7 separate regions of the Mus musculus genome follow, and regions 2, 3, 4, 5, 6 and 7 are each linked to region 1. A link is a contact called in public Hi-C, HiChIP or PLAC-seq and capture Hi-C data. All regions are on one chromosome and are shown on one strand. The core of a region is the stretch at or near the end of the contact, and the rest is flanking DNA. Distances in the headings are between cores, read along the strand shown.

Region 1 (3,079 bases), core at 193-2,692:
TACTGTTGTTGTTGTTGTTGTACTTGAGAGGAACATGGCGGGATGGGCCCCTGGGGGTTGTTTTTGAATTCCAGGTCAACAAGAGACATAGTCTAGAAAGAAAAGGTAGGTGACTCCCAAAGAAGGGTTGTCCTCAGACCTCTACACACACACATGTGACCCCACACACACACAGGTGAAACCCCCACTTGAACCTACACATACACACACATATGTGAACCCACACACACTGTGAACCTACACAAACACATATGTGAAACCACGTACACACATGCACACACATACACATATGCACACACATGTAAACCCATACACACACTTGCATACACATACACGCACACAGATAAACCTACCACATACACTTGCGAACCTACACGTGCGCATGCATATGCGCGTGCATACACACACACACACACACACACACACACACACACACACACACACACACACAGAGAGTAATTAAGAGCAGCAATCCATATTGATTCGCCGTTCCTGTGAATGATGTTATTTGCTATTCACAGCCGTTACAGTTAAAAAGCTATTAACTAGCAAGCATTTCCTCTGGTATCTCTTCACACTGGGTACGTAGCCCCTCCCACCAGGATGAGTGCACCTCACATGGGAAACTCATTCCTCAGAGCTCATGCAGCTTTTCAAACACATGAGAACCCGGAACACCTGGGTCCTTGCTAAATGCAAATTCTCCCTTGGCTGGGCTGGGTCCGGGTTCTGTATTTCTAACAAGCTCCCAGGGGAGCCTCAGCAACAAGGGCCCCGAGTCTGCTGGTGCTCTCATCCTGGGGACAGGCAGGTGCTTCCGTAGAAATGGGACAGCGAATCCTCCAGAGAGCATGCAGCATGAAATGAAAAGATCCGTGCCGGGTCAGAAGCAGAGGCTCTGGGCTTGGGAAGACAGCTTAGTGGGGTAAAGGGCACTTGCCGCCAAGCCTGGATTTGATCCTCAGGACCCAAACAAAGGTGGAAAGAGAAAACCAACACCCACACATATACACATATACACATATACTCCTCCGACCTCATATGCACCATGCATGTGTGCACCCACATACATACCACACACTAATAAACAGAAAAAATTAAAGGCTTCCTACAAGACAAAACCCCAGACACTTGAGATTTATTCATTTCTCTCCAATATTCTTTTGCTTTCTGTTTAGTTGATGGACTTAGAACTTTTAACATCCCCGGGCACAGCCTCGGGGGTTAGAAAGCTTCGGATGTCCTCTCTCCCTTTCCCTCCCCATCTCTTTAGTTCAAAGGCCTGGACCCAGTGTTTGGGAGTTTGATCAGAGATTGTGCCAGCTCTGTTTGTAGCCTGGGGCAGGCTCTTGCTGAGAGACACAACCTAGAGAGCACTGGCCCTCTGGACTATTCAGGGCTTTCCTGTGTGATCGTCTGCCATGCTCACAGGCATGCCACCCGCTGTCTGCTGACTCACTGTGGTTGCTGGCGAGTGTGTCTTGTTTTCCCAGGAGGTGACAAGCTCTAATAGTAGGTAGGGGGAGGGGAAGCAGGTACACAGAGGAGAGGAGCCTCAGGCTGTTCCTGAGCAAGTCATCCCCTGCTGAGGACATGGTAGACGGAATGTCATCCAAGTGCTGGACATGGGCGAAGCTCGCTGTGCCAGGCTGCTGTGGACAGTAGCTCGTCAGTGTGCCAGGCTGCTTGCTGTGTGCTCACTTGGAGAGATCACCCTTATGGGGCTGCTGAGATGACTTTAGCAGGAGCTTGGTGACAAGTCTGACATCTTGAGTTCAATGACTGGGACTCATGTGGTGAGAGGAAAGAAAGAATTTCTGAAAGTTGTCCTCTGACCACCTCACACTTATACAGACACACACACACACACACACACACAAACATATACACATATATACATAAACATACACACACACAAATGCATATACCTACATACCCATACACACAAATACACATAAACATGCACACACAAAAACATACACCCACATAGACACACACATATACCTACATACACATACATACACACACATACACAGACACGCACACACGATGTCTTTGATACCCATTTTCAGGACAGCCATGCCCCTGGAGCATCCTTTCACTTAGCTGCCGAAGTCTTACAGTGGCCATCCACCCAGTGAGGCCTCCTCATCCAGTTCAAGGCAATCTCCCTGATGTTTATAGAATGAAGTTGAAGCTCCCAAGACATCCAGATACAGGCCAGGGCTTGAACCTGTTGCTTGTCTTGTTCTAGACCTCAAGGGTGCCACATTCTTCATGGGTGTGGCTCCTGGAGCACCAGGGGTGTGTACGGATGCTCCACCACTCCTGCTTTACTAAAGGACCGACCTAAGGCATTGAAGACTTTCCATCCTGCTTAGGGAGATGAAGGCAGCTCACATTATAGGAGGCTTTGCATGCTGCCACAATAGTGAGCCAGCACAGCCCCAGCAAGTGTTGTTGGTTTTCTTCTTCTGTATTTCTTGTTATTGGCTTTTAGATACTTAGTTTGTCTAGGGGATAATAAGTACTGTGGGGTTGGTTTTTTCATTGGGTGTGTATGTACACATGGGGTACAGGGGTGCAAGCATGGACATACACATGTGTGTGTAGAGCCCAGAGGTCAACCTCAAATGTTGTTTCTCAGGCACAGTTCGTCTTACAGGTCTCTCAATGACCTGAAACTTAGAAATTCAGCTAGGCTGCCTGGCCTGTGAGTCCCAGGGATCTGCCTGACTTTACTTCTCAAAATCTGAGATTATAAATTGTGTCACCAGGTTGGTATATCTGCCTGCCTGCCTGCCTGCCTGCCTGCCTGCCTGCCTGCCTGCCTGCCTGCCTCCCTGCCTGCCTGCCTGCCTGCCTGCCTGCCTGCCTGCCTGCCTGCCTATCTATCTATCTATCTGTCTGTCTGTCTGTCTGTCTGTCTGTCTGTCTGTCTGTCTATCTATCTATCTATCTATCTGGTGCTAGAATGGAACTCATGTCCTGACACTCACGTTGCAAGCATATTACTAGCTGAACCACCCACCCCACCCCAGAAGATCTTTACAGAGCATCCGTGCTGATGACCTAGACT
Region 2 (2,974 bases), core at 152-2,651, 390 kb after region 1:
AGACTATCCAATATGGAAAATACCCCTTCTCCACTACATGAGAATGGGGGCCCTAGCCCTACAGGGATAAAGAGCATCAGTCGACATAGACAAAATTCACCTTGGTCCCATTCCCTCCCGGTGACCTTGGCAACCTCCACTGCTCCCCCAACTCTTCCCCACCCCCCAGGCTTCAATTCCTGGGCTGTAAATTGAGCTCAACCTTTGATTCCCCTCTTGCCTGCCTTTTGAGGAGAGCCCTAGAATTTTCCATGGGGCAGTTGCACAAAAGAGAGCCATTGAGAACTAGAGCTGATGCCTGGTATAGGGACCCTGGACTGTGCTCTGTCCCTGAGAATGGCACAGACTGCAGCTGGGGACCACAGGGACGCCTCTGGAGGCCCCGCCAGTGGCACCGCCTGCCCAAGAGGCTCCGCTCTTGTCAGAATATTAACACCCTGGGTGCATTTGTGTGTCACTCATGATTGCAACCACGGTTCCAAAAGAATTATGCAGCATGCATATTTATGAGACAAGCCCAGACAAAGACTACCGCATTTTAAAAGATGCAATTATCTCTAAAAAGTTCAGCTTTATTTTCATGCTAATGAATACAATATTTTTAAGCAAACCTAATTGGTTTGCCTGGGCTGCTCTAAAGGCCCTCAACTCATTAGAGCTCCGAGGTCCCCTTCAGAGGGGGCTTTAGAGGAACCAGGGGATGCAAAGGGGGCTGAGGCACAGTGCCCCAACCCCCTTCCTGAGCCCTCTGTCTGGGTGACCAGGAGGCCTCCAGGAGGGCCACCCTGGTAGTCTGGGAATGAGGAGATCAGGGAAACTATGGGGCAAAACGAATATCCTCCCTCCTCTGCAGGGTAGAAGCCACACCATCTACCACAGAACTTGAAACTCTGGCTCCCTAGCAGTCACTGGAGTGACATTTAGAAAGGGAATCTTTTCCTAGCCGGCTATCAGCCAAGGGCTTCAGGTCGAAGTGGGTCAAAGGGTGGCGAAGCCCAGGGCCCTTATCCCAACCCCCACCTTGAGTTTTGATGTCCTCTTGCGGGCTGGACCTGGTGCTAGCTAACTCCAGAGACACTGTCTGCTGTGGAAGCCTGTCTCTGCCTGCTCATCACGGCCTGCTGAAGGTCAGGTTGCCTTCACTACTTTACACACGAGGAAAAGGGGCCGATGAAACAACCTGCAGACCCTAGGTGTTCTCCGAGACGAGCCTAAATGACCACCCAGCCTCCTTCTGTGTCTCAGGCAACTTCCTGCAGTTTAAGCTGGGTCCTTTGCTTACATTCCTGCTTATACCCAGACCCCCAAACGCACACAGGGCACAGGGCACAGCTGTGCAGGCTGTACACCGTGCAGGCTGTACCCTATACCCACACTGATGTGGTCTCTGAAGTCCTGCAGCCGCACTATACCCAACTCAGCAGACCTTACTTCTGCTGGCTTCCTGTGGGGCCATTTGAGGATCGTATGCCTGAAAGTTGTCCGGGAAAGATTTATGGGCCCAACCTGCACATTTCTGCTTGAACAACTCCCCTTAACCACATCCTCGGGGCCAAAATCCAGGAGCCCAGAACAGAACGCTGTTCAGGAAATGACAGACAGGCTGCAAAGGCCGGAGGCCGGGAGGCCAGCAAAGCACAAACCCAAGCAAGCATAGGCTGGGAGTTGGGGGCAGGGCAGCCTCTAGCCTGGAGGTGAAGAGAGGGAGAGTCCAACTCTGAGATTTCATGCCTCACCTTTCCCATCTGCAGATGAGGAGCCTGTACCCACTGATCACTCTATGCAGACGTCTTCCATTTCTAGGAAGGCTTTGCACAGAAGAGCAGAGGAAAGAAGCTACACCTCAAAGCCAGAGTCAATCTGTAAAAACAAGCAAACAAAACAAAACAAACAGAAGGGCTGGTGAGATGGCTCAGCGGGTAAGAGCACCCGACTGCTCTTCCGAAGGTCAGGAGTTCAAATCCCAGCAACCACATGGTGGCTCACAACCATCCGTAACGGGATCTGACGCCCTCTTCTGGAGTGTCTGAAGACAGCTACAGTGTACTTACATATAATGAATAAATAAAATTTAAAAAAAAAAAAAAAAAAAAAAAAAAAACAAACAAACAGAAAAATAGGACGAGCGGGATGCTTGGTACCAAGTCCGAGAAGTTGCCCTTTGACCTGCTTGAGCATACACACACACACACACACACACACACACACACACACACACACACACACACACACACTAATTTTTAAAAATAAAAACAAGAAAAAAAAACCTTTATAAATAAGCCACCTAGGGCATGATTCTACCCACCCCTGCTGGGGGTGCACTCTCCATGTCTACCTCCTAGCTGCAGAACTGCCAGAGAAAACTGGTTCAGCAGAGGAAAAGTGGGTGGATCTTTAAACCAAGTCACTGAGCAGAGAGGAACAAGGAGGTTTCAGCCAGGGCTGGGTCCCAGAAGCACAGGGAAGACTGAGGCAGAGAGCCACAGGCTGTGGCACGGTCAGACTCTGCGGAAGCAAGGTTTCAGCGCTTGCAATAGCCTAGAAGCCTTGCTGCTACCTAAGAGGAAACACCTCCCACTACGTGAGGAGGTCACTGGGAAGCAGGAAGGCTGGTCTGAGGCTAACTCGAGCCTACCGTCTGCCTAACACCGCCACTCCTTCCCATTTGGTTACTGCTTTCACCAAATTACCACAGGCTAGAGATGCAGGACTTTGAGCAAGAAGATTAAGATGTGCCCTGGAGAGCTGGGCATGGTGGAACATGCCTGTAATTCCAGCAGTCAGGAAGCAGAAGTGGGAATGTTAGGATGTCAAAGTAACTGGGCCACCCAGAAAGACTCTGTCTCAAATAATCGAGGTCTGGGGAGGTGGCTTAGTCAGTCATCAACGTGCTTGTCCTCAAAACATGAAGTCCTGAGTTTACATCCCCAGAAACCACACAATTAAAGGTCAGTCATGGTGCTGCTTGCCTGTA
Region 3 (2,809 bases), core at 87-2,586, 350 kb after region 1:
CCCCAAGCATCCAGAGCTTGAGCCAAGGTAAATAGACTGAAGGACTGAGGAAGACTTGCATCTCTAGCCAGTCCCACCCAGGAGTAGCCTTATGAAGAGGTTGGAGCCTCAGGAGTTGGCCATCCTAGAGGAGGGACAACAAAGTCATTCCAAAAAGAAGTACCCCACAGCTGAGTGCCAAGGAACAGTTCCATGTCCCGCCCCAATCCATCCCTAGGTGACTGCCCACAGATCATGCCTGACATTCTGGAGGACAGATCATCTGCCCATGTGGGAGGGGTCACAGCCGGGAAGTAAAGGACAGTGACCTACAGAAGACAGATAGGGAGTGTGGGAAATTTGGTGTCACTAACAACCTCTCTTCCTAGAGAGCCAAGCAGGGCTAGAGGTGACAGATTTCACCTGACCTTGGTCTTGTGTGATCTGGAGATGTGTCAATCATGACCACGTGCCAACACCAAAGGAGATCAAACAGGAGCAGAGGCTGGAACAACTCCTGGCAGAACAGCACAGCCAGCTAACAACTCTCAGAGTCTGTTTCCTTCCCATCCCTTCCCCAAGACCAAAGTGCCTCCCTGAGCCTGATCCTCAACACATGGACCTCAAGGTACAAGGACCAGATGAGAACCCCAGATCACCTGAGCCCCTTTTTACAGAGACGGAAACCGAAGCTCTGGAAAGGAAAGGCTCAGCAGAGCATACATGCAGCTGCTGGAACGGAACACCAGTTCAAAGCAGAGCAAGGATGAAGCTCTCCATCCCACATGGCACCACCCCTGCATCACCCCACCCCCAGGCGCATCTGTCCGTGAAAACTGTTACTGTCAGTCGCCGCCCTCCCCAACCTCCATCCTTCCCTTCTTCCTGAAACCAGAACATTGTGCAGAGTAGAGAGGTGGGAGTAGGGCAGCCAGTGGGCAGAAGTGTGATGGTGAAACTCAAGGTACTGGAGAGAAGAAGTCTGGGGACAGCCTCATCACTTTGGGCCATGCAGCCTGGCTGTTGGTACACTGCGCCCCACTGTGCTTTGTCCTGGCTCCTAGCTTGCCCTCCCAGGTTTGACGCACAGCAGTGAAATGCAGAGCTGACCGAGAGAAAAAGCACCTAATCATGTAAGACCCACTCCTGAGAAGCCAAGGCGCGTCACACCCCCAGGTCCTGGTCCCAGGTGCTCTCTGTAGCCCACTGGATGTAGTTGGCCTCATACAGCCATATGAAACTACAGTTAAAAAGGCACAGCAGCAATCCGGAGCTCTCCCTGTTTACGACAGAGTACCACCTCCTACAGCAGCCGCACCACCTTCGCCCACACATGCCTGATGCCACCAAAACAGGCTGTCACAGCAGAGACAGGCCTCTGGTGCCCTCTACTGTTTGACACTCCTGCACCATAGCTGGAGGATGGCACCAAGGCTGGCAGGGGAGACTGGGGAATGGCACCTGCCCCCATTGGGTTGTCCCAGTTTATAACAGCCCCTCCATCCATTTTCCAAGGGGATCCAAAAAAGCATGATACCGCTGCCAGGGGTAGATCAGCAGGGTGTGTCTTGTTGACAGACCACCTAGAGGAATGGCTTGCTAGTGAGCCAGCATGGTAGTGCACATCTGTAATCCCACACCCAGAGAGGCTGAGGCAGGAGGATCCCAAGTTCCAGCCAATCTGGGATGCCTAGGGAGACCCTGATCAGAAAAGAGCTGCTAGTAAGACAGGCTCCTCTCCATCATGGACTGTCTCTCTGCAGAGGCTGCTTCCAGTGTCCCCAACTTGTAGTTCAAGGTCATCACTACTCACAAGGACAATAGCCTCCCTAATTCTGCCCTACTTAGGATCCCCAAGAGTCAAAGAACACAGAAGTAAAATAGCTAGAGATGTATGGCTAGGTATGGAGAGCCACATACAAAGACACATGCCTCTCTCTCCTCTCTCTCTCTCTCTCTCTCTCTCTCTCTCTCTCTCTCTGTCTGTGTGTGTGTGTGTGTGTGTGTGTGTGCGTGCGCGCGCGCTCATGAATATACATATAAAGAGAAAGAAGGAGGTCGAAAGGGAGAAGGGGAAACTGTTGTGAACTGTCCCCTGTCCACTGTCTGCAGAGCTGACCAGTGCCTAAAGCTTTTGGGACGAGATGACATAGCCGGGAGTGTCTAACCCACCTGACAGCAAGTACAGGCCAGAATATATGGGAATTTGGCCCAAGACAAAACTTTAAACTTACTTAAAATACTATGAAGTGGTTTCTGTTGCAATTTTTGTAACTTGAGTGCATGATTCTCAATCACGAACTCTGTAGATGATGTCATTCTGCCTGCTGCCACTCAAAATAACCATAGGCCTGGTCTAGCAATGCCTGGGCCATGGGTAGGATGTCCCTGGAATAAAGTGCAGCTCAAGACAACTCTTCATCAACCAATATGCCCCCAGAGAAGCCAAAGAGAGGGGCTCCTCGGCTCTAGATCACAGTCTCTAGTTCAACTTCACAACATCGGCCTGGAATCCACTGGATTTCTAATCACCTAGACAGAAACAGGCAGTGGGCTTGATTGATTTAAATGTTAGTCTCGGACATAAAATATTTTGTGATACCTTGGCTGGTGTCTGACTAAACCACCAGTCACCGTAGCATATGCAAATCAACACATGCCATCAGCCATCGCACTCCTCGTGGGCTTTGTGTGTCCACCAAGCATGTGCCAAAGTATCAACTCTGCGCCAGATCATGGGAAACCTTGTGTGTACAAGGCACGTCTCTATTCTTTCACAGTCTTTGTTAACCTGGGGCTTCCTGGTCCAAAGGGCCAGCCTTAACAGATG
Region 4 (2,706 bases), core at 133-2,632, 430 kb after region 1:
TCTACCCAGATCGTCTAGTTCTTTTGACCCAGGTCTTATTTATATAACTCATGGTGGCTTTGGTCAAGACCCTCCTTCCCTGACATTTTTTTGGGACCTGCTACCATCTCTGAAACTCCAAGAGCTTTGTGGCTTACAAGTGAGACCAGTCCACCTACAGGTTCAGCTCTTTATTAGCCAACTTAACAAAAGCAGTTTAGTCAAAAAGACCGAAGCCCATGTCATCTTCAGACTCCTCGGACTCTTCCTTCTTTGCCTCCACTTTCTTCTCCTCAGCTGGGGCGGCGGCAGTGGATGGAGCAGCACCACCAGCAGGCGCAGCTCCAGCTGCTGGAGCGGGCCCACCAGCCCCTACATTGCAGATGAGGCTCCCAATGTTGACATTGGCCAGAGCCTACAACAGAGACATAGAAAAGGCTTTTAGTTTTGTGCTGCAAGATTTAATGATTCAATTAAGCTCTTTTCACCCATGAGACCAAAGCAATGTTCAGGACTACAGGGAATCAATATACAACTGCCACCAGTTGATTGACCCCACTTGCCAGAAATAAAGCTGTTTGTATAAATAGAATGTAGCTATCCACTTTGCATGAATCTCACTGCTTCAAATGCCCAAACTTAAGAGGCAACAAAACTCATTCTCAAGCCATGGACCGTGAAGGCCTGACATAAAAGCCACATCAATAAGTACAAACTAAGATACAAAAATCAAGGCTGGTGGTGGAAATCGTACATTACCAAGTGTAACCCCAAAACTTACCTTGGCAAACAAGCCAGGCCAGAAAGGTTCGACGCTGACACCAGCTGCTTTAATGAGGGCATTGATCTTATCCTCCTGGAACACAAACGCCAACCCGTCAGAACGATCAGAATGCGGCTAAAACTCAGTCACTTATACAGAGTTAAGTTTCGTACTTGGGCTAAAGTCAACCTTAAAAAAGACAAGGCCAGGTTTGAAGGCTCAGCGGGCTGTGGGATTGTCCCGCAGGCCTGACGACCTGAGTTCGAGGCCTAAAACTTAGATAAAAACAGCCCACTCTAAACAGTAGGCCTAACATGCGCGCTCGGGACCGCCATTCACCTGTCTCGGGTTGGGCCGCGCGGGGAGGACAGAGCGCATACGCCTCACAGGCCTCCAAGTCACCGAATGCCTGAGAATGCGAAGTCCGGGCGGAGCCGGGTGTCCGCCGCACAAACACGTGGCCGGCCCGGGGTTATCCCGCACTTACCGTGACCGTCACCTCGTCGTCGTGCAGGATGAGGGCGGAGTAGATGCAAGCGAGCTCGGAGACGGAAGCCATGCTGTAGACTGCCGGCACGGTGCTAGTCGCCGGATGAAGTGAGGGCCTCACCCCAACGCGGCCTTAGCTTCCTCGGAAGGACCGAGCACCTTGGCGGCAGCTGAGGAAAAGATCATATACGCCTGCGCGCAGCTTCTTATGGGACCGCGCCGACCAATCGATGCCCGACTCGAGACGGAAGGGGCAGGGCCAAAACCGAGAGGAGGCGCGTCTGCAGAACGCAGTTCCGGATTTGCGCGTTCGACTTCCGGTGCGATTGGCCTTTGGGGCTTGCGAATATTACAAGTGCTCAACAGTAGAGATTAACAGGCTAAAGGGAGAGAGCTATCGGGGGAGACGTACTGCTTAAACTGACAGGCGCGTTCCCACGGCTTGGGTACACTGAAAAGTCGCTCTCCGCCTCAAGCCTTGCGGATCACGTGGTGGACTTCCCAACCCACCCTCACCCCGGGCGTGCGCGCCGTAGTAACTGTGTCTGTGATGAGGTTGATAAATACCACCCGGGACCCGGAGTTGCATATCAAATGCAATATATCGTGGTTAATGTTTAATTCATTACATTGAAAAAGCACAGAGGGGCGGAAGTTAAGCCATCTTGCAGCTCTCAGGTTTGGCTCCCGCACCCCGAAAAGTGCCAGGAAATCCAGTAACAGGGGCTCTGATCCTGACAGAGGTCAGCAGACACGCTCAAGTACACATAAAAGTAAACACTCTTTAAAGTGTCACGCGAGGTATGGTGAGGAAAAAACCCACAGAAGTAGGAGACCACGTGATAAAATTCGGCAACTAATTATATAGAACCCCTAGAAAACCAGGAGAGTAACTTTGATGCGCAGACATCAAAAGCAAGTATCAATAAACAAACGTTTTCCTTTGCCTCTCTTTTAGTGCATGGTACTTTGTCACAGCAATAGAAACCCCAAGTGCTCATATACACAATTAAATAAAAACACCCCTCAGGTTAGGGTACAGCTCGTGTGTGGTCAGCTTGTGTAGAGGTGACCTTGGTGCTAGAAACTTGCAACTAGAATGTAGTGCATACTAGATTAAGTGGTTTCTTTAAAGTTAATAAAATTCTAATCTCAGGACCACAAAGAAGCTATGAAACAGCAAAAGGAACCTAAGTAGAGCAATATAGTTTTCACAGATAAGAGCCTAAAACGGAGAATTTTCTCCAAGTAATATAGTTCCAATCAAAATTCTGTTCATGATCTCAGTGGAATTTGACATGGCCTTCAGTCTAAACACACACACACACACACACCCTGACAGGGTGTCATGTACCTCAGCTGGCCTTGAACTTGCTATGTGGTTGAAGATTACCTGGAATGTTGGATCTTCCTCCCCTGCCTGGGATTGATTTTAAGTATCCAGGTCATGCTGGGCTAGGGATTAACTCCAGGGC
Region 5 (2,718 bases), core at 74-2,573, 330 kb after region 1:
TCTTCAGTCTGCATAAACATGGCCCTGTACCAACATCCTCTTGCCTTCAATCCTGACACAGGAACATATCTCCATCCTTTGCCATATGTGAGCACAAAGGAGCTTCCCCTCCCTCCTTGCCAAAACGCCATGTTTCAGAGCCAAAGCTTGTGGTCAGGCATTCACATACACGCACACATACCCTCAAAACTGCTCAAGGGTGGCCTCCCTTTGTGCTCCAGGGTCAACAGAGCACTCAGCTTCCAGAGGAGGGATAGTATCTAAAACTTGCATGGTACCTCATTCTCTGAATTCCTGAACTCACCTCTGTCTGGGAGTGGCAGGAGCCTTGAGTGGCAAAGACTCGAGGGTTAGGACATTAGGACATGGCTAAAGTCATTGGGTACTGTCTCCGGTGTTCCAGCTCAAATCTGGTATCTAGGACTGGTGATTGTGGCACCAGAAGCCCAAGCCTTGTGCCTTCCCCAGTCTACAAATAGTCTGTGTACCACACACCCCATCAAGTACAAAGAGGGACTCTACAGTGTTCCATGAAGAACCAAGACACAGCCTGTTCCCCCACCAACCTGCCACATGCCCTCCCACAAACCCAGCCTTGTCCACGTACAGGGGTCAAGCTCACCCAGGCCCATCCTTGGTGGCCCAGAAGAAGAAGCAAAACCAAGGACAGACTTCTATAAATAGGTACATCGTTCTGGGAAGGTCACCACTCAGAGCCACGAGAGCCCAAAATTCTCTAGAGACAAACATGGGACATGAGCTGAGACGCAGCCACCTCGCTTCTTGAGGCCAGGCCGGGCGGTGGCCACAGCTGGCTGGTCAGCTGCTGAATGGCCTTCGGGCTGCAGAAATACTTGCACACTGCGTTTTCTTTTCAAGGGGGCTGCCAGTGTGGACACAGAGGAAAAACGGGGAGCTGGAGGCCCAAGAGACATGGAAGGGAAACCTTCTCCCAACTCTGACCCTGAGTTCCTCAGTCTAACTAAACAACCTGCCAGTTGGATCTCAGCAGGGGGAGGCTTTCCCTCCCTGCTTCTCCGATGGACATCTGGCAACCACTCTAACATTCTGGGTAGAAAACGCAGAGGGGTGAAGGCAGGTTGCTAGATGTGCTCAGATGTACCACAAGGAATCCTGAAGCCGACTGTTGGCACCCGCTAGGTAGGAGTCCCTGTTAGCCCTTCTCTCCTGGGCCCTCCACCTACAACCCCACCTCCTTCCTTCCTTTCCAAGGGCCCCTGACAAGGCAGCCACAGCACACAAGCACTCCTAGCTACGCAAATAGCAACTCCTTCTTTTCTGGTGTTTGCTTAGCCAATATTGACTCTGCGGCCTAACACTGGTGCTATTGAGCTGGGTTCTTCTCGATATTGTTTGAGCAGCATTAGCAGAGCCTGTGATAACCAACAGCAGGGCAGGAAGCCACCCTGCCTCCCCCACCCTTGCTCCCCAACAACCCCCCCCCCACACACACACACAACCCCTCCCTGTGAGAGGCTCCTGTAAAGACAGAGGAACCTAAGGCTGGCTCCTCCACTGAGCAAACACAAGAGGGGAGAGAGGGAGCATGCTCTCTGGCTCAGTCAACACTCCAGAGGAGTCACAGCGACTGGAAAGGTTACTAGGGGAGGTTGCCCTTTAGGGGTGGGGTCAGTAAAAAGGGAAGGTAAAGAAGTCTGGGGCTATTAGCCAAACCCTGTAGTTGGCATCTATGGGAAAGGCCTGTGGGGACTGGTACTCACGGGCCCCGGGTGACTAAGCAGAGAATCGATGAATCCCCTCATCAGCCGAGCATGACAGATGAAGGCCTACTGGACGTCAATCACCGTAGCTTAGTGGGAGGGGCCTGCAGACAAGCCCTTGCACCTACCATGTTTTAATGACATAGATTTAGAAAAAAAATTCCTCGCTGTGGGCTTTTGTGGGCTTGCTTTGATGCTGCTATGAGTTCATATTTAAGAGTAACTCTCTCCTCTGGAAAGAATGGTTTTGGCAGCCCTAATGATATGCCACCATTAGATGTTCTCAATGGTCATCCCAGGAGACGGGCCATGGTGACCTCCATTCATATTTGGGTATAGGGATAGGTGTCAGGATCATTCTGGGGGCCTACCCAAAGCAGGGGTGGTCGGGGAAAAGCCACAGTGGTCGTCAGCCTTTGGGGGTGCCCTGGGTGATATAGAGGAAGGATGCATATCAGCCGGAAATGTGGCTCAGCCGGCAGATTACTTGCTCAACACCACATAAACTAATATGACGGAGACCGTCTGTAATCCTGGCACTCCAGAGATGCAGGCAGGAAAATCAGGAGCTCAGAGTCATCTTTGACTACATGGTGAGTTCAAGGCCAATGTGGGACACATGAGACCCTGTCTCAGAAAAAAGATGGGGGTGGGGGGGACACATTCAGTGTCACATACATAGCTTCCAATCTCAATGGAGAGCAGAGAAGCTCATGAAGCCAGTATGGGATGAAGGCTCAAGGCGGCGTTAATAAGTGCTTAAAGATGACTACCTCACAAGGTTGTGCCCAACTTCCCACACCACAACCAGCCATTCCTGAGACTAGACAGCCACAGGATATCCAGGGGCAAGGCACCCACATAGGGTGGCTTTTCATTGCCCACAAGTAAAGCAAATTCAGACTTAGCACTTTTGGAACAGGATCCATGGCCTAACTCTAGGTCAGTATTAAAGCGGTTGCCAGCATCATCAAGG
Region 6 (3,120 bases), core at 543-3,042, 490 kb before region 1:
ACTTGAGCAAAGCAGAAACAGAAAGGTTCATTTTGGCTCAGATTTGAGGGGACAGTCTGTCATGGCAGGGCACGGCAGCGCATGGCAGCAGGAGTTGGAGAAGACTGCAGATAGGAGCCAGCGCTTTGCTTTCTGCTTCACTTCCACGAGTCCGGGGACCTCAGCCCCTGGATTGGTTCTCCCCACGGTTAGGACCGGCCCTCCCACTTCTTGCTGCTCATCTAGAAACTCCCTCACAGCTGTACCTAAAGGCTCACTGCCTAGGCGATTTAGATCCCGCCAAACCGGAAGTATTAGCCATCATCCCAGGAGCCTTGCCCATTTCCTCTGAGAAGGAGGCTAAGGATGCTGAGGCCCACGTGATCAGTGGGAGGGTAGGGGAAGCCTGGATGACTTTGCCAGCACTCACTGGTTGCTTAGTGAATACAGGGTCTGCTTTCCCTCTGCATCAGCAGAGGTTACCATCTCCAGGCTGTAATAAAAGCAAGTTTAATCTGAAATATTAGAGATTTGCAAATCCGGGTTATATGATGGAGTATAGGCATATCTGGGGAAGCAAAAACAATACTAATGCGGATTTAATTTTTAAAAATTGTTATTTATGTGTACACATGTGCCTGCTTGTCTTTATGTGCACCATGTGCATACAGATGCCAGAAGTGGATACTGGATCCCCTGCCCTTGGGTTCTGATCTACCTAATGTGGGTGCCGAGGAACAGAATCTAAGTCCTCTGCAAAAGCAAGAAGCACTCTTAACTGCAGAGCCATCTTTCCAGCCCCAACTTTTAATTTATTTTATTTCGTAGTACCAGGTATTAAACTCAGGACCTTGCACATGCGAGCCAGTCAAGCACCCTACCGACGAGCGATGTGAACAAGCCCTTTTATCGATGCAATGTTGACGTGTGAGGCAAGGTCTCACTAAACTGCCCAGGTGAGGCTTAAACGTGGGATCCTCATGCCTCGGCCTCCCAAGCAGCTGGATCACACAGGGCCACAGCTCCAGGACTGCAAACCACGGTTCTAAAGGTGAAATGGGTCTGTGGCTACCCCATCCCCGGCATGCCCGAGCTCATCTAGAGGTGAAGGGAGCATGGCTGTTCTAAGGTCCTTGTTTACAGGGATGGGCCACATGCAGGGTCTGGCAGGTCCGTGCTGTCCGTGTGGTAAGATCTGGTAGCCTTTGGTCCAAGGCTCTGTTTTCCAGAGCTCTTGAAATATTTTTTATAACAGCATATGGGAGTGACAACCAGCTGACCCCAAGTCTTGTCTGCTCTATTAGATTCCCAAAGGACTCCACTTTAATTCGGACAACTTTTACGTCAGCAACTGAAGTCTCTGTCAGGGGACTCATGCAAAATAAGCACCTTTATCGAGGACCTCAGAAAGAAAAGGAGATTTTCCTTGATGAGGGCAGGACCCACGTTGCCTCAGGCACCCACCCCTTCCAGATGGCAATGGGGCATCAGCTCCATCACAGCCCGTGCCAGCCACCGTGTGCCTCCTAGTTCCATTTTACTCTAGGAAGAATGTGAGTCTGCTTGGCTCAAGTATGTGTGTTCTTGAATTTGCACATGTATTTGTGTGAGATCTTAACCCGGCAGGTGGGGTGTTGGGCACCCTTATAGTCCTGTAACCACTAGAGGCTGTTCATGGGAACCGGAGCACCAGGCAGTCAGCCTAGGGTGCCGGGAACACTGTCTTTCTGTGGCTAGTGGTACTGAGCAGGATGTGTAGAAAGGAGACACCCAGTGAGGAGGCCTGTGGCCCCAGGCCGCCACACTTTCTCTTCCTCTCTCTGACGGCAGAGGCAGCTTCAAGCCTGCTCCTTCCTGCTTGTGGCTGAGCTCAGTCAGTTCCGCTTTCACTCTTGTCTATAGCAAACCTTCTGCAGAACCTCAAGTTTGCCTCCACCAGGAAGTCCTCCAAGCCAGTGCTCTCCCCAGCTGTTTCCTTTTTAGGCTTTCTTTCTTTCTTTCTTTCTTTCTTTCTTTCTTTCTCTTTCTCTCTCTCTCTCTCTCTCTCTCTCTCTCTTCTGGGCCCTGTACACTTCATAGTACCACTAGTGTTCGTCTTCTCTATGCACACTGTGTCTTTTTGCGGTCTCTGAGGTCTCATCAGGCACCATTTATGTGTAGTCCTGATGCTATTAGCACAGCACTATTTGAACAGAGGTACCTGGGCTTTATAATGATGGAGACAGATGAGCTGTGGATGGAAAAGGACCCTGGGCCTTGAGGCCCTATCATTCCTGCCTGGGACCACTAGAGTCACCCTGCACAGATAAAGGATATTTGCGTAGACCACAGGGGGGAAATCTCAGCCTAATGTGCAGTAAAAGCAATTGCACAGTGGTGACTCTGGAAGAGATTAGAAGGAAAGGCCCTCTGCCTTGGCCCCTCAGGTGTGAGTCAATTTCCACCGACGAAGGCCTGCATTTGAATGGCTTTGCTCTCCTTGCTGACAGGGTGGCTTGGGCAAACTTCAAACCTTAGGCTTCTTCAGGCAAAAGATGGGGAAAATAAAAGCCAGTGGCCTGAAACTGTGCTAAGTGGCTTGGCTGGCCTGGGGCTAGAGGGCAAGCTTTAGCCTGCTGAGGGAGCCGAGAGGAGTCTTCAGTTGAGAAGACTGTAGAGGGCCTCTGAGACTGAGAAGAGGGGAAGGACCTCTGTTCTCCCTCTGCTGCAGGCTGGGTACCTGGAGAAGCAAACTCATAGGCCTACTTTCCTAGAAGGTTCATATTTCCAGGTTTTTATCCTAAAGCCAAATATACCAGAAAGGATTTTTCAGATTCAAATCTTGGGGTTTGCACAATTAAAGAGACCCTTCTAGTGAATGCTGCTTTAATGAGACTTTTCTCTGGGGCATCGGGAGGCAGGAATGCTGGTTAAGCTATGTCCATTTCCTTTCTTCTAAAGTCCCAATGACAACCAAAGTTTGACCCACCAAAGCTCCTCCACCCCATGAACCCATGAGTAAGGGGTTATTGCTGGGAGTGTGGGTGACCCCCAAAGTAGCCACTCTGAAGTCTTCGCCTAGCATGGACGATGGCTTCCTCTTGGCTACATAGCTCTACCTCTAATCTTTCTCAAACTGTATATATTCTAGCTCCTTCCCTA
Region 7 (3,112 bases), core at 240-2,739, 430 kb before region 1:
GGTTGCTGGGAATTGAACTCAGGACCTCTGGAAGAACAGTCAGTGTTCCTAACCACTGAGCCATCTCCCCAGGCCCTAGCTTTTGCCTTCTTGATGCACTTGATGTGATTTCTTCAAAGTTGCCTTCTAACTCATTAATTTCTTCTTTATCCATGTTCACTGCGTATATTTTTCATTTCCAGAAACCTTGATCTTAACCAAGCTTCTGGCTATAACTTTTGATAGTGTCTTATACTTTTGCTATTTTTTTCTATTCCACCTTTGTTTCTATTCATTTAATTCATATGTGTTATATATTTGGGCCGCATCATTGTTATATGCAAAGATTTGAGGATCTCAATCAGTGGCTTTCAACTGGTGGCATTTTTCCCCCTTCTAGGGGACATTTCGAGATACCTTACTTGTAGATAGCACTTGTAGTTGCTTCTACAAACCACGAGGGGGCGCCACCAACCTGGATGGCTTGCCTTGTCCCGGGTCTAGTGTGAATTCAAACCCTAGGCTCACAGAATTGTGGTAGGAAATTTTGTCCCTTAGCACTTGCTGCTCTGGAACCGAGGTGCAGGTGCAGGATTAGACTTTTCATGCTCACTGCCCTTGCCCTTCCCTTGATGCCTAATCAGTGGTGCGTGTGGGTGTGTGACTAGGGTGCAGTACTCTGTCCTGTGACATTTCTTTAAAGTGGGCTGAAACTGGAAACACACATGCCAGCAACAGCAGAAGCAGGCTTCTAAAAACAACAACAACAGCAACAAAACATTGTCTGTGGCAGTGGGGTTGGGAGCGGGGTGGGAGGTGGGTAATGCACTAGCCATGGCGAGTGTTTGCAGGTCAGAGGACAACTTTTAAGAGTTGGTCCTCTCCACCGTGTACATCCTGGGGATTGAACCCAGGTCATCAGACTTGGCAGCAAGTGCCTTCACCCATTAAGCCATCCTGCCAGCCCCTAGGCTTCATGCTCCATGGGAAACTGATGCTTGTAAGACTCAGCCCCTGACACTGGGAACTTAAGGAAGGCGCAGCACACTGGATGCTCACCTGCTGCAGGGCAGAATGAATTAGAGAGGCACGCTGTCAGCTGACAGGGTTTTGCAGGGTCAGGCTTTCCAAGGGATCGTGCCTTCCCCACCATTTCTGAGTCTAGAGCTCTGCGAGTCAAAAAGTTGACCTTGTCACTTTCTCTTGAACACACTTAGCGGCAGTGGCTCGCTCCGGCTGACCTGTGGTTATTCATAGCCTTTGATTCAGAAGGAGTATTGAGCGCGTGGCTGCAGAAATACTAAGTGTGTGATCACATGGGCTGTCTCCACCGCCTTGCTGGAGGTGTTCTGTAACATACAGACTGGTCACAGCAACACCTATCAAAATCCCCACCTCCGATCTGCAGAAGACACCTGGTCCCTGAGTTCTGAACAAGGCTCGTGTGACTGTAGCTGAGGATGACGACCACCTGCCACCACTACCCATGAGAACACAGGCGAGCACCCACAGCTGACAGCCAGGGGTGTTTTCTGTGCACTTAAGGGCCAGTTATGGGATGGTCAGCGTCCAGTGATCACTGTGAGATCAGAGTGCAGGGGAAAGAGTGAGGCAGGTTTCTGTGGGCTCTTTTGTCCTTCCTGCAGGACTGCTTGTCAGCCTGGTGCTAAGAAGCCCTTGTACAACGGTTTCTTAACATACACTGAACCAGCCGCAGAGACTTTGTCAGAAACCTTTAGAAAAATCACAGCAAGAACAGGCTGGTGAAATGGCTTGCTCAGGAAAGTGCTCACCCTGTGAGCGCAAAGACATGAATCCGGATCCCCAGAACTCATGTTAAAAATCTGGGGGTGGCAGTGTGTGTCTGTAATCCAATGTTAGGGAGGCAGAGACAGGTGGATCCTGGGGCTTGCTGGCCCCCTGGTCTAGCTGACTCAGTGAGCTCCTGGCTTAGTGAGAGACCTTGCCTCAAAAGACAAAGTGGAGACTGGCAGGCACACACCCAACCCAACTTAACCTTTGGCCTCCATATGCATGTGTCTGTACACACACACATCTGTGTGCTCACGCACGTGTGCACACATGTGCATACCAAGAATGCAAGAATACAATCATTGAAAAGCACAGAGAATGTGCTATGCAATAGGACTTTACTAAATACCTGAACTCCCCTCCCCAGAAGTAACCATAGCAACACTGAAAGTACATTTTCCTTCCCCTGTCTGAATATGTACAAGTGTGTGTAAATGCACTCAGACTTGTGTGTGTGTGTGTGTGTGTGTGTGTGTGTGTTCATGAGATTGCACTAAATTATCTATCTATTGTCTGGTGTTGCTCTTGTTGACCTAACTGCATACTGGTCGCATGGGCCCATATACACCTGATTTGTTTTCTAGCACGGGAATCCTGTGGTTTAAAACGACCCTCTCCCATATGTTTCCAGATGCTATAGTGCTGGGTTAGAGGTCACGCGATTTTAAGCTTCAGCAGCTATTGCCAAGTCACCTTTGAGCAACCTCTACCAGTTTACAGTGCAAGCAAATGATTGCTTCCTTGATTTCATGCCAGTAGCTGGTACTATTAATCTTCACTTTGGCTAGGCAGCTGGGGGAGGATGCGCTCACCTGCATTTCCCAGCTGACATGTGAAGGCGAATGTCGTTCTTCATCGTTGAAAGACGGCTGCGTTTCCCCAGCCACAGGCTGCCCCTTCGTCGTCTCTGCCCATTTTACACGACGCTTATTATCCCTTTCTTGCTGATCCTTGGGTGCTCTTTACATACATTTTATTTCATCTATTATCATTTTAATGGAGGTGACTCACATCAGGCAAGAGATGGAGATCATCACTGTAGAGTTTGAAGAGTCTTGATAAATGTGGGAGCCCATCCCCCAAATGAAGACATGAAACATCTTCATTACTCCTGAGGGTTCCCTTGGGCCCACTTCCAGCCAACACCTCCAGCGGCAGCCGTCCTTCTGAGCTCTGTCACTGGAGATGAGTCGTTTCTTCCTGGACTTCCTTTAATGGGATCACACAGATAAGTCCTTTTATGTCTTTGTCTTTTGTCCAGTGTGTCATTCTGAGAAGCCACCATGCCTATATGCAGCAATTGGTTTCCTGGGTCTATTGG

Evidence for each region. HiChIP or PLAC-seq counts read pairs in DNA pulled down with a chosen protein or histone mark. Hi-C and Micro-C count contacts between places; a contact is called where the count stands out from the background. Capture Hi-C pulls out chosen DNA fragments and counts their contacts.
Region 2: a capture Hi-C map of embryonic stem cells shows a contact between it and region 1, with 5 times the contacts expected there. The contact joins two enhancer-like sites. A contact is called at or near these places in 1 of 15 datasets of contacts at CTCF or cohesin (large pre-B cells), 1 of 484 Hi-C or Micro-C datasets (bone marrow-derived macrophages), 4 of 115 datasets of contacts at active chromatin or transcription factors (embryonic basal ganglia, embryonic stem cells and large pre-B cells) and 1 of 9 other capture datasets (embryonic stem cells).
Region 3: a contact with region 1 is called in a RAD21 HiChIP or PLAC-seq map of pro-B cells, with 5 times the contacts expected there. The contact joins two enhancer-like sites. A contact is called at or near these places in 2 of 15 datasets of contacts at CTCF or cohesin (large pre-B cells and pro-B cells), 3 of 484 Hi-C or Micro-C datasets (bone marrow-derived macrophages, nephron progenitors and stem cell-derived neural progenitor cells) and 4 of 115 datasets of contacts at active chromatin or transcription factors (bone marrow-derived dendritic cells, embryonic basal ganglia, large pre-B cells and 1 more).
Region 4: a FOXA1 HiChIP or PLAC-seq map of pancreatic cancer cells shows a contact between it and region 1. The contact joins the promoter of Rplp1 here to the enhancer-like site in region 1. A contact is called at or near these places in 1 of 39 promoter capture datasets (the C10 cell line), 1 of 15 datasets of contacts at CTCF or cohesin (large pre-B cells) and 5 of 115 datasets of contacts at active chromatin or transcription factors (acute myeloid leukemia, astrocytes, embryonic basal ganglia and 2 more).
Region 5: a FOXA1 HiChIP or PLAC-seq map of pancreatic cancer cells shows a contact between it and region 1. The contact joins two enhancer-like sites. A contact is called at or near these places in 1 of 484 Hi-C or Micro-C datasets (bone marrow-derived macrophages) and 1 of 115 datasets of contacts at active chromatin or transcription factors (pancreatic cancer cells).
Region 6: a Hi-C map of the 63-12 cell line shows a contact between it and region 1, with 2.2 times the contacts expected there. The contact joins two enhancer-like sites. A contact is called at or near these places in 3 of 15 datasets of contacts at CTCF or cohesin (the NIH/3T3 cell line, large pre-B cells and pro-B cells), 2 of 484 Hi-C or Micro-C datasets (the 63-12 cell line and pro-B cells), 1 of 115 datasets of contacts at active chromatin or transcription factors (large pre-B cells) and 1 of 9 other capture datasets (embryonic stem cells).
Region 7: a RAD21 HiChIP or PLAC-seq map of pro-B cells shows a contact between it and region 1, with 5 times the contacts expected there. The contact joins two enhancer-like sites. A contact is called at or near these places in 3 of 15 datasets of contacts at CTCF or cohesin (the NIH/3T3 cell line, large pre-B cells and pro-B cells), 2 of 484 Hi-C or Micro-C datasets (cerebral cortex and pre-B cells), 4 of 115 datasets of contacts at active chromatin or transcription factors (the 230-238 cell line, T-cell acute lymphoblastic leukemia, bone marrow-derived macrophages and 1 more) and 1 of 9 other capture datasets (embryonic stem cells).

Annotation. Positions count from the first base shown.
Region 1 is chr9:61,478,364-61,481,442 of GRCm38.p6, forward strand. No RefSeq gene overlaps it. Among named protein-coding and RNA genes, the nearest start is that of Gm34424, 30 kb to the right of the region's middle. Within about 2 kb of position 1,443, at least 54 of the 459 cell types and tissues checked have an H3K27ac peak or open chromatin away from gene starts, as enhancers often do. A contact at or near this core is called in the 230-238 cell line, the 63-12 cell line, pancreatic cancer cells and 1 more, where this site is marked.
Region 2 is chr9:61,872,015-61,874,988 of GRCm38.p6, forward strand. Gm34974 (a long non-coding RNA gene) reads right to left here. Exons shown (of 6, transcript XR_001779199.2): 3 at 1,737-1,860. Among named protein-coding and RNA genes, the nearest start is that of Gm34974, 25 kb to the right of the region's middle. Within about 2 kb of position 1,402, at least 55 of the 459 cell types and tissues checked have an H3K27ac peak or open chromatin away from gene starts, as enhancers often do.
Region 3 is chr9:61,829,110-61,831,918 of GRCm38.p6, forward strand. No RefSeq gene overlaps it. Among named protein-coding and RNA genes, the nearest start is that of Gm34828, 8.1 kb to the left of the region's middle. Within about 2 kb of position 1,337, at least 19 of the 459 cell types and tissues checked have an H3K27ac peak or open chromatin away from gene starts, as enhancers often do.
Region 4 is chr9:61,913,128-61,915,833 of GRCm38.p6, forward strand. Rplp1 (ribosomal protein, large, P1) reads right to left here and starts at 1,383. Exons shown (of 3, transcript NM_018853.3): 1 at 1,230-1,383; 2 at 761-835; 3 at 156-394. The coding sequence starts at 1,301. The coding sequence ends at 197.
Region 5 is chr9:61,807,423-61,810,140 of GRCm38.p6, forward strand. All of the region lies in intron 3 of Gm34828 (a long non-coding RNA gene), which reads right to left. Among named protein-coding and RNA genes, the nearest start is that of Gm34828, 14 kb to the right of the region's middle. Within about 2 kb of position 1,324, at least 47 of the 459 cell types and tissues checked have an H3K27ac peak or open chromatin away from gene starts, as enhancers often do. A contact at or near this core is called in pancreatic cancer cells, where this site is marked.
Region 6 is chr9:60,989,894-60,993,013 of GRCm38.p6, forward strand. The region is part of intron 2 of Gm51680 (a long non-coding RNA gene); the gene reads right to left. Among named protein-coding and RNA genes, the nearest start is that of Gm5122, 26 kb to the right of the region's middle. Within about 2 kb of position 1,793, at least 142 of the 459 cell types and tissues checked have an H3K27ac peak or open chromatin away from gene starts, as enhancers often do. A contact at or near this core is called in the 63-12 cell line and pro-B cells, where this site is marked.
Region 7 is chr9:61,046,247-61,049,358 of GRCm38.p6, forward strand. The region is part of intron 1 of Gm33699 (a long non-coding RNA gene); the gene reads left to right. Among named protein-coding and RNA genes, the nearest start is that of Gm46116, 9.1 kb to the right of the region's middle. Within about 2 kb of position 1,490, at least 12 of the 459 cell types and tissues checked have an H3K27ac peak or open chromatin away from gene starts, as enhancers often do. A contact at or near this core is called in the 230-238 cell line and pro-B cells, where this site is marked.